Regions from separate parts of the Danio rerio genome. Here region 1 is linked to region 2. Evidence: chromatin contacts called from public Micro-C data. All regions are on one chromosome and are shown on one strand. The core of a region is the stretch at or near the end of the contact, and the rest is flanking DNA. Distances in the headings are between cores, read along the strand shown. Region 1 holds the start of tbx1 (T-box transcription factor 1). Region 2 has its middle 170 kb from the start of tbx1.

Region 1 (4,855 bases), core at 452-2,951, 170 kb before region 2:
ACTGCTTCGAGTTTTAGTAGGCCAAAGCAGCTGCAAGAAATTAACGCTAAACTTGATGAACGGTCCACGTAGTGGTTTAGTGACCTCATTGTCAGTATTAATGCAGATGCTTTGCTTTCAAAATTATTATAAGTGTCGTTCAGCTCGTTTCCTTAACTAGTGATTTTTTTAGGTACATTTAAGATAGAAACATTATTTAGAGCATCACGATGCACCCTATGAGGCCTGGTAAGGCTAGATCAAAATACATGTGTGAATTTGTATTTGTGTGGTACGCTGGAGCGCATTTATCTTAGTCGTATAGTGTATACATATTCATTTGCTTTGCATTCATTTAATCACGGTCTGTTTTGCACGAGGTAATTTCTAGCTAAAGCTCGACATTCACCTGAATAAACAGAACGGCCTGTGTAAATAAGACACCATATCTATGCATGCACTATAGTGAATTAATCCTGAAGTCAGCAAGGAGCCCTTTAGCACACAGGTGGGCTAAAATATACTGTATCTTACGCTGTATGTCTTATCACTGTGTAAATAGGCAGTTTACACTTTAATTTAAATGGCCATGATTGTGCTAAGCTTATGTTAAAGGTATTTATTCACAATTGATCACAATGAACTGACAATAAGATGATAAATTTGTATTTCTCGTGCAAGTATGATTATAAGATGACTTCAGTTGACAAAACAAATTGTTACCACCAATCAAGTGCATTGACGATGAAGATAGGCTACTTAAAAAGGCTCATATTGAAATGCAGATACATTTAGATTGCTACACTAAATAGAAAGTTTGTAGGGGTTTAAATTAAAAAAATGAATAAAACGAAATAAAACCTAAAAATTAACAACAATAACAAGAATAATTAACATCAATGTTGAGAAATTGTTAAAACAACAACCAGATGTCAAACAATCTTCAGCATAATGTCAACTCACCTCCCGGCTTTTGTGACAATCATTTCAGTCCCAAGTTGATTAAATTCATCCCAGAGTGCCTTCATTTCCAACTGTACATTAATATTGGCTACTTTAGGGTTCTTTTTCACCAGCGTTTTGTTCGGCGTTGAGCTTGACGACGACGAGGAGCAATTGGAGGTCCCGCTGTCTCCTTGTGCCGGGGCTTGTGCTGAGTTGGATCCGGAATAGTTGTAGGCGTGCTGGGCAGCCGGGCACGGCTCAAACTGGCTTTCATGATGGCTGTATGGATCCCCAGGAGAAGGAGAGAGATGGTAACTCCCGGGCGTATTGAGGCTGCTCAGGCTGCTGGTCGTGAAGGCTGCAACATCGCAAAAATGGGACAGCTGCGTCAGCCACGGGCTTGATATTGCTGAAATCATTCCAAAAATTGGATTTACAATTTGCGCTGGACTCGAGTTCAAAAGCAACAATATGCAAGTGAGTGTTCGTCTATATAGAAAGTAATTTCAAGATGTCTCCAATAGATAATGTGTCGATCGCGTATCGCAAGGTTTTCTTCTTTTATGACTGTCCAGAACTTTAAGAACGATGATCTCCTTCAATGTTTACGCATTTTGCTTAGATTTGACGAATGATGTCTTCCTTCGCACTGAACTTGTAAAAACGACTTTTTAGTAAGTTTGTGTTGATTACCGATCTAAACTCGTGCGTGTTGGCGCACCGTTGTTTTCAAAGTCTTGCGCGCTGTGAACTGTTCCAAGCGGCCTCTGTCCTGCCCCTTTGCTAAACTGAAATCCAGACTTCTCTCTTATCTCTCGCATAGGGCCTCCCCTTTGCGATAAAACCGGTTCTTATTTCTATTTAGATAAGGAACTGCAGGTAATGTGCCTTTCCTCGCCTTGGGACGAGACTGATTGACAGAGAAGTGCGCCCCTTATAATGGGCTTTCCGGCACCCATTTACTTTTGGATAAGTGTATCGCCCACACCGCCCTCCTCTAACAATAGACTGGTTAGCTGGCACGACGGAGAGTAAACTTTTTTCGCAAAGAAAACAAACACCCGCGCAGTACGGACAGACAACTAATGTTGCGAAGGAACAAGTCTCCGGTCCATTTCTAAGCGCCGTTTCCTTTTGTTTACAATTTCGCTGTTGGTTTTTGTTCATCTGACAAGCTCATCCTTGGGTTGGAGGTGGAATCTTTTCCTAGAATTCTGTGACACTGTTTCTACCGTGTACTGTGCTTAATGTTTTCTTTGACCTGTTTATGTTATTCAAAGACCACGCAAGCCTGTTTTACAAATTATAGCTAAGGTGCAACTTTGGAACACTTATTTGCATTTCGGGCTACTGTAAAATAATATAGAGGAAAGCGCCGTGTTTTGTATATTAAATGCATTGGGCGTAAACAGACAGAACATGCTTCGTTGACTGTTGCGTTATAATATTGAAATACACGTGTCTTTGGTATTAACTGAAAGTTTCTCGCGCGCCAACTGCGACGCGAAAGTGTTAAACAAACTGCGCGAGCCCAAGAAATCACAAGGTTATTGTCAAGATCGTGCCCGTACCTTCCATCTCCCGCGTGACAGTGCTGTAATGCATTTTAATGTATCTGGAGCAGTTTTGCACCGCTTGCTTGTCCAGGCTAGTGGCGTGTTTGTCAAACGTGGTGTTTCCTGCTTGATCCCTCGCTGAAATCAGACAGGCAATACTGAAAGCATTTGCCTTTGGAGAAAGGGGACTACTGTCGTCCATAAGCGAGAAACTGAGTCAAGGAACACCGCTTCCACCCCCTTCCGAGCTACTCCATGTCGAGAACACAGACAGTACAAACAATAACTCGAAGTACACGAAGTTGCATTCTTTCAGAAAGGGCCTTTTGGCGATGTTGGTGATCTCCACTGTTTTCAAAACAAACTATTCCCACGGAATTTGCTCCGCTTTATATGCTCCAATTAAAAGATCTGCTCGAACACGTCCGGCTGTATTAAAACATCGCTCCTCTGCACACACACATACACGCACTCAGAAAGTGTTTTCTTCAGCCGCGGTGTCTGGATGATGTCATGAGGGCTCACTGGAGAAGAGCTACTGCGGGAGAGAAGAGAATGTCAGAAGCGCGAGCTCCACGCCTCCCGTGCACGGTTGAAAAAAGCGTGCACGCTCTCCGCGGGATGTTTTATTTGAATAGGACCTTGTCAATCACTGTACCAAATTTGAATTCGCTGGCAAGAAAAAAGAAAAGAAAAAGAGAACGTCATCACGCGGATGTCCTGCTATACTTTTACAGCAGATTATATGTTGCGCCTTTCCCACTGGTAGTAGAAAACATTGCAAGCACAGACACTCCGTACTGTACACCAATGAACTGCATGCAGGCACACTGAACTGCTCGGTAAATTAAGCCAGCTTAAAGCGTTTGACCTATCAGTGCATTTAAAAAAGGATTTTAGTGGTTCTTTGCAAGATCTTAGACTCACTGTATATTGTTATTGAGCTGCCATATGTGGGAAAGTTTTAGGAAGTTTTTTTTTTAGTTAAAGTACTTTTCAGATCATCGTTTGAATCTTGGAGCTTAATCCTTTTTACTACGTTTGCTTTAGACTTTTGATTGTAGGCTAATAGTATTTTTTATTTTTAAGAAACCATGTGTACATTAAACATGCCTATTTACGCATTTTATACGTTTTTAATTTATACATCATTTAAACCCGTTTGATTACTTTAGGACAATACACTGAATAAACTTATAAGAAACACAACACAAGTTTAAATCACGTATTTTGCTTTACTTTTTAGTTAATTAAAGGGGAAATCAGAATAAAATAATATTAATAATATCTTTAATAATAATAATAATAATAATTAGGCCGTTCTTAAAAGGCAGTAAGGTAGGCTACTTGTAAGCAAGGCATTATGTTATTATTATATATTTTTTGCAAATAAGTTTAAAACATCTCTGTAGCCAGGTAATGACTCAAGTGCTCGTGAAACGTAAGGAGTGTATCGCGTGGCTCAGGCACTTGACCCTTCTCTTTGCTATACAATATCTTACTGGTTATCGGCTTATCAAGGTTCATAATTAATGAATAGAAACAAAAGTTATGTTTTGTTGACCTGCAGCGATAGCAACCGGATTGAATCTAATTTACACTCGGGCGATTGAATAACAGGCAAAAGCAACGGGGCACTAATGAGATAACCTAGTTAACGACACCGCTGTTTTCACTTCAGCTTAACGCTATTTGTTTTTGGATGTTTATCTTACCCCTCGCATGCTAACGGTCATAAATAAACAAATGTTATTTTTTTAAAGAAAATCTTTGAGATGTGTGGGACATTCATTCAAAGAATCATAAACAATTTTAGTGTATTTTATTTGGTCTATATTTTATTTACAAAAAAAGAGAAAGATCTTCTAGCCTAAATTTCCATTAGTTTAAATACATATTGTATTCTTCTTTTTCAATACCCTTTTGGACGATTTAAATTGTTTGTTAATTAGATTACACTTTAAAAATAATCTTATGATTAGAACGTGTTACCTAGTTTATTTTTTTTGTAAAAACCACATACCGTGTATAGTGTGTCACAACATTTAAACAGACAATGAAATTGTTGCATTGGTTACACATTCCTCTGTCTTTTCATTTGTTTATTTATTTATTTACATTTCTATTTTCTATCTGTTTGCTGGAATTGTTACAGTGACTCTGATTTTTGTGAAAGATCAAGTAGCAGTCGTGCGTATAAGCATTTCCTTCTTTTATCAGATGCGTCTTTTGATTCTAGGTCACTTCATCACTGTCAAGTCGGAAGCGTCCTTTGTAAATACTCAGGTGATAACAGACACAATTCAGAGCTTGATAAAAACTGGACAGACCGTAATGTTGCGCAACGGAAAACAAATCTTAGATTTTGCGCTTGA
Region 2 (5,280 bases), core at 1,576-4,075:
ATTTTTTATTTCAGTTTACAAATGTTTTTTTGACAAATTTCTTTAATAATAGTCTCTTTAGTTCTTGCCTGAACACACATTTTTCGATACACCCGACTGAGTCTGGGGAAATCTTTATGAAATCGCTGTCTGACAACATGATCTTGCGAGGTCTCTTAATGTGCGTGGGAAGAGCGAAGGGTTTAGCAGTCTTTGTCTACACTGTCAAAGTGTGAAGGAGGGAAGGTAAAGTCGAGAAACCCTTCAAAATGAGTCACACTAATTGAATAGTAACAGCTTAACTCCTTTTCTCTCTCTGCCTTTCTCTTTTAGTAATGGCAGACAGATAAATATCTGAAAGAAGCATGCTCATCCAGGTTTTAGCATGGCCCGTCACCCTGCTGATGGTGACAACACATTTTGGAATTCTGAAGCATTTCTGGGTAAACCTGTACCTTCATGTTTCTCTGTTCTGAAAATTGTGTAATTATTTTGAGTTCAAATGTGATCTCAGATTGCACTTTAATATGTAGAGACAACTAAAAGTAAACGGTGGTTACACTAAGTAGAACATGGGACCGTGGAAACACCTTTATTGAATGTAAAACAACTTTAAATATGCCATATGATTGATAACTTGTTTAAATGTTACATTTACACATGGTCCTTTTCCATTTACACACTGAAGAGTAACACACATCTAATGTATCAAATTGTATCAAACATCAAATAATAAGAGAGTCAGGTCACCCTTTATTTTAATGGTGCATGTGTTGAATTTAAGTTACATTGCATCTACATGCTAAATTATTCTCAGGAGATTATAAGTAAACTGTTAGGGTTAGTGTAAGTTGACATGTACTTGCAAAAGTTTCTTATAGTCAGTTAAGTGTCTGTTGAAGAGCCAGTATCAACAGATATTATGCAGACAGTCTATTATTATTCAAATAGATCATTTAAATAAAGTTTTATTAAGAATCAACAGTTAAAAGGAAGTTGTAGTTGTGTGTTATGACCATTTTATTTCAAGGTAAAGATATTTTTCACAATTTAATTATTTAAAATGGTAGTTGTTTCAGGAAATTTGATCTCAGATTGCACAATATTTAGATACAACTAAAAGTAAACTTAAGTAGAATTTTATACTTTGGCAGCTATGGTTGGGCCGGTAGACGATGCCATCGTCATCGGCGATGGCCAATAGACAACATGATGCTGAGCCGGCATCGCCAGTCCTCAACCCCGCCTCAGTCGCAAACCCGCTTGCGAAAAATACACACTCAGGCCCTGTTTACACTAATAAATCTTAGTGTGCACTGAAAATGCACATCATGTGACCACACACTCTCTCACACACACGCACACACACAGCCACACACACACAGCCACACGCTGTCATGCGCTCCTCTGAGCTCCAGACAGAGAGCAGTGCACGTTAGACAGTTTATCAAGAATGTACCGCCGAATCGCGTCTCACTATAGTTGTTAAACGTGATATTCAGACAACCTAAAAAGTTCCGGGAGACTCTATACATTTGTGGAATAACGCCCGCAAACGCGTCTGCCTCCCGGTCCTCAAATAAGTCGCGCACCCTTCTCACCCCGGGATCCCTCCTAAATTTCACAAAAAAGGGACAATTGGTTGTTTTTGTGTTATTTCAAGCAAATTCGTTCTTCTAGTTTGAAAAGAAATTTAGAAGTGTTTTATAAACACCTTAATCAAACTATTGCCGTCGTGTAGGACTTTTGCCGCATTTTGTGACAGAGTAGTGCATCTAAGTTACCGAGAAATGCACAGGGTTTTTTTTTTCTCCCATATGGCGTGCGGTATTAAACATTACGTTAAAACTACACTCTTCCAGCAGTTCCTCACATCCAATATCTCGTTTGTCATGGGGGCATGGATGAAATGTTCCTGAATGAAAATGAAAGTGCCAAACTGCAGTTAAAGTCGACATATTAAGAATTTGAAAAATAATACGATTACTGACTATCTTTCTTTCCTGCGTCTGTTTGTTGTTTTTCCTCTGTGAAAATCAGCACATGCTCGAACTGAAACTCCCTTTTTCATGCAAACCCTTTCCTCTTTCGCCACTCGACACTCCCACCTAAATGAAGTTGAACTCACCCACATTACTGACTTTTTTTCAAACTAGAGGTGTGAAAACACTCTGCTGAGAGACGGGGGTTTCATGGCCCTTTAAACTTTCGTTAATCTGTATATACGGTATGTATAGCTCTGGGGTCAGGAAGCTCTCTGAAGATAACATTATCCTACATACATTTTTTATGTGTGTGTTTTTTTAAACGTACAGTTATACAGTGTGCCGTTTATTGCAGATCTCCTCTATTAAAAAAAAGAAAAAAAGAAAACCCTGCAACCTGAAAGAGATGAAGTCTCAGCCAGGTCAGAAAAAAGTAACGCAAAAGTAACTCAAACGTAACGTAACACATTACTTACCATAAAAAGTAACTAAGTAAGGCAACTGGTTACTTTTTTGTGGATTAACTCAATATTGTAATGCATTACTTTCTAAAGTATCATCCCCCAACACTGCTTACACCATTACACTAACAATCAGTACTATAACAATTGAAAAAAAAAAGTGTATATATCATCTATGGGATTGTGCCCTTTTGTCCATTTTCAATAAAATTAAACATGACACAGTCCGCATATGAACTGACATGATACACACCATCATGCCACACTCCCAACAGCTGATTGTATTAAATTACCTTAGGTAGTCAAGTCAGTTTCTGAGTGTATGAGTTATGCATAAATCCAGAAGTGCTTCTTTTGCATTCCAAAAACAATTCCAGCCAACACATATCTCACCTTTCAAAGACAGTGCACCAATTTAGTCATCAGTGCCATCTGTTGGCCAGAGTTGCAGTTAATAATTATACTGCAAATACAGTGGGATAAATAAATTGATCTTATGTTTTTTTTTTTTTTTTCTTGGAATAATACTTCTAAAGGAGCTGTTGACACTGAATTGAACCAGATTTTTGGTAAAAACCGAAACAATGCAAACATAAAAATATAACAAAACGATCAAATCTGAAAAAAATGTTGTGTAATAACAATGAAATGACACTAGAAACTAACTACTGAAATGTATTACTTTATATAATAGGCTTTTTTTGGTTGATCACAGCTTAAAGACAACTCTTCTGTTGGGAATGAAGTCACATGCATTGCTCAGGTGTGATTTGTTCACAGATTTCAACAGAGTGTAAAAATCTTAATGGTTCTGTAGGTCTCATCGATCAAATATAATCTTTAATTTGTATTTACTATTGGATTTGAGTGAGGTGATTGGCTGGGCCATTCTACAGCTTGATCTATTTATTTATTTTTTTTTCTGAAAGCATTTGAGAGTTTCCTTGTCTGTGTTTTGGATTATTGTATCTTTCACTGCCTTTCTACACCTCCCTTTCTTTATTTGTACAATCCTTTTTTCCGGTGTCATTTCTTTTCATTACACATAACTTACTCTGTAAACAGTTTTAATTTTGACAGCAATTTTAGTTTTAGTTAGTCTTGGTCTCTTGACTAAAATTACATTTTAGTTTTATTCATTCATTCATTCAATTTTTCTTTTCCGCTTAGTCCCTTTATTAATCCGGGGTCTCCACAGCGAAATGAACCGCCAACTTATTCAGCATATGTTTTACGCAGCAGATGCCCTTCCAGCCGCAACTCATCTCTGGGAAACTTCCATTCACATTCACTCACACTCATACACTCTGGGCAATTTAGCCTACCCAATTTACCTGTACCACATGTCATTGTACTGTGGGGGGAACAGGAGCACCCGGAGGTAAAACACGCGAACGCTGAGAGAACATACAAACTCAACATAGAATAGCCAATCCACCCAGCCGAGGCTTGAACCAGCGACTTTCTTGCTGTGAGGCGACAGCACTACCTACTGCTCCACTGCGTCGCCTACATTTTAGTTTTAGTCATATTTCAGTCTTCTGAATCATTTTAGTTTTAGTCTAGTTTAAGTTGACAATTTAATAAGTTTTTTTGGAATTATGGGAGTTTTCCAGGAGAAAAAACAAAACGGGAGGGTGGCGGGAGATGAGTCCGAAATAAGGGAGACTTGTGGGAAATATGGGAGTGTTGGCAGGTACAGTATGGTGGTAATTCGCATAGAGAAATTTTAATGCGAAGATGTCGGTAAAAAATAAAAGTGTGCGTCATTTTAAGGCAGTTTCGTTATGTTGTTTGCGAAATCAAATACATCATTATGTTGTATTTGTCTTGACATTAAACCTGAATCTTCTTTTTCTCTCAGCTGTTGCCATTTCATTGCAGTTTAATCTAACAGACGCCCCTATGGAAGATGCTGTAATCGTATCCTGTGTCTACCGTGGAGCAGTTACTTTTCAAATGTGCATGTGTGCGTCGTGTCACACACCAAAATAAATTCTGATTGGATATTTTCCAAAAAACGTCCCCCAATCACATTCTCATCTCATTTATATTAGTCAATGAAAATGTCAGTATATTAAGTTTGTCAGTAATATTTTTATTATAGTTTTCGTCATCATCACTTTTTTATTTAGTTTTCGTCTAGTTTTCGTCAGTAGAAACTTGTTCGTCATGAAAATTATTGGACTGTTTGTAAACTAATTAATGTTGTTTTCTATGCATATATGGATTTATTTGGTTGTTACCAACATATGCTGAAATTTTTTAGTCAACAACACCTTTTGAAATATATTTTCTGAAAAAATGGTGACAAATTAAGATACTTATTTCTCCAACTATATATATAAGTCAGAATTATTAGCCCCCCTGGTTATTTTTCCCTGGTTTCTGTTTAACGGAGAACAGATTTTTTTTCCCAACACATTTCTAAACATAATAGTTTTAATAACTCATTTCTAATAATTGATTTATTTTATCTTTGCCTTAATGACAGTAAATAATATTTTACAAGACACTTTTATACAGCTTAAAGTGACATTTAATGGCTTAACAGGGTTAATTAGGTTAACCTGGCAGGTTAGGGTAATTAGGCAGGTTATTGTATAACGGGTTTGTTCTGTAGACTATCAAAAACCAATATAGCTTAAAAGGGCAAACAATAATTTTGACCTTAACTTAGCTTGTAAAAAATTAAAAACTGCTTTTATTCTAGCCGAAACAAAACAAATAAGACTTTCTCTAGAAGAAAAAAATATTATCAGACATACTGTGAAAATGTCTTTGCTCTGTTAAACATCATTGGGGAAATATTTAAAAAAAGAAAAAAAATTGAAAGGGGGGCTAATAATTTCGAC

Evidence for each region. A called contact is a pair of places that touch in the nucleus more often than the background predicts.
Region 1: a contact with region 2 is called in a Micro-C map of caudal fin, with 9 times the contacts expected there. The contact joins the promoter of tbx1 here to the enhancer-like site in region 2. A contact is called at or near these places in 1 of 18 Hi-C or Micro-C datasets (caudal fin) and 1 of 4 datasets of contacts at active chromatin or transcription factors (caudal fin).

Annotation. Positions count from the first base shown.
Region 1 is chr5:15,934,338-15,939,192 of GRCz12tu, reverse strand. It overlaps tbx1 (T-box transcription factor 1), which reads right to left and starts at 1,701. Exons shown (of 7, transcript NM_183339.1): 1 at 943-1,701. The coding sequence starts at 1,343. It also overlaps a transcript of srrm4 not described here.
Region 2 is chr5:15,761,681-15,766,960 of GRCz12tu, reverse strand. It overlaps a transcript of sema4c not described here. Among named protein-coding and RNA genes, the nearest start is that of tbx1, 170 kb to the left of the region's middle. Within about 2 kb of position 2,825, at least 1 of the 62 cell types and tissues checked has an H3K27ac peak or open chromatin away from gene starts, as enhancers often do. A contact at or near this core is called in caudal fin, where this site is marked.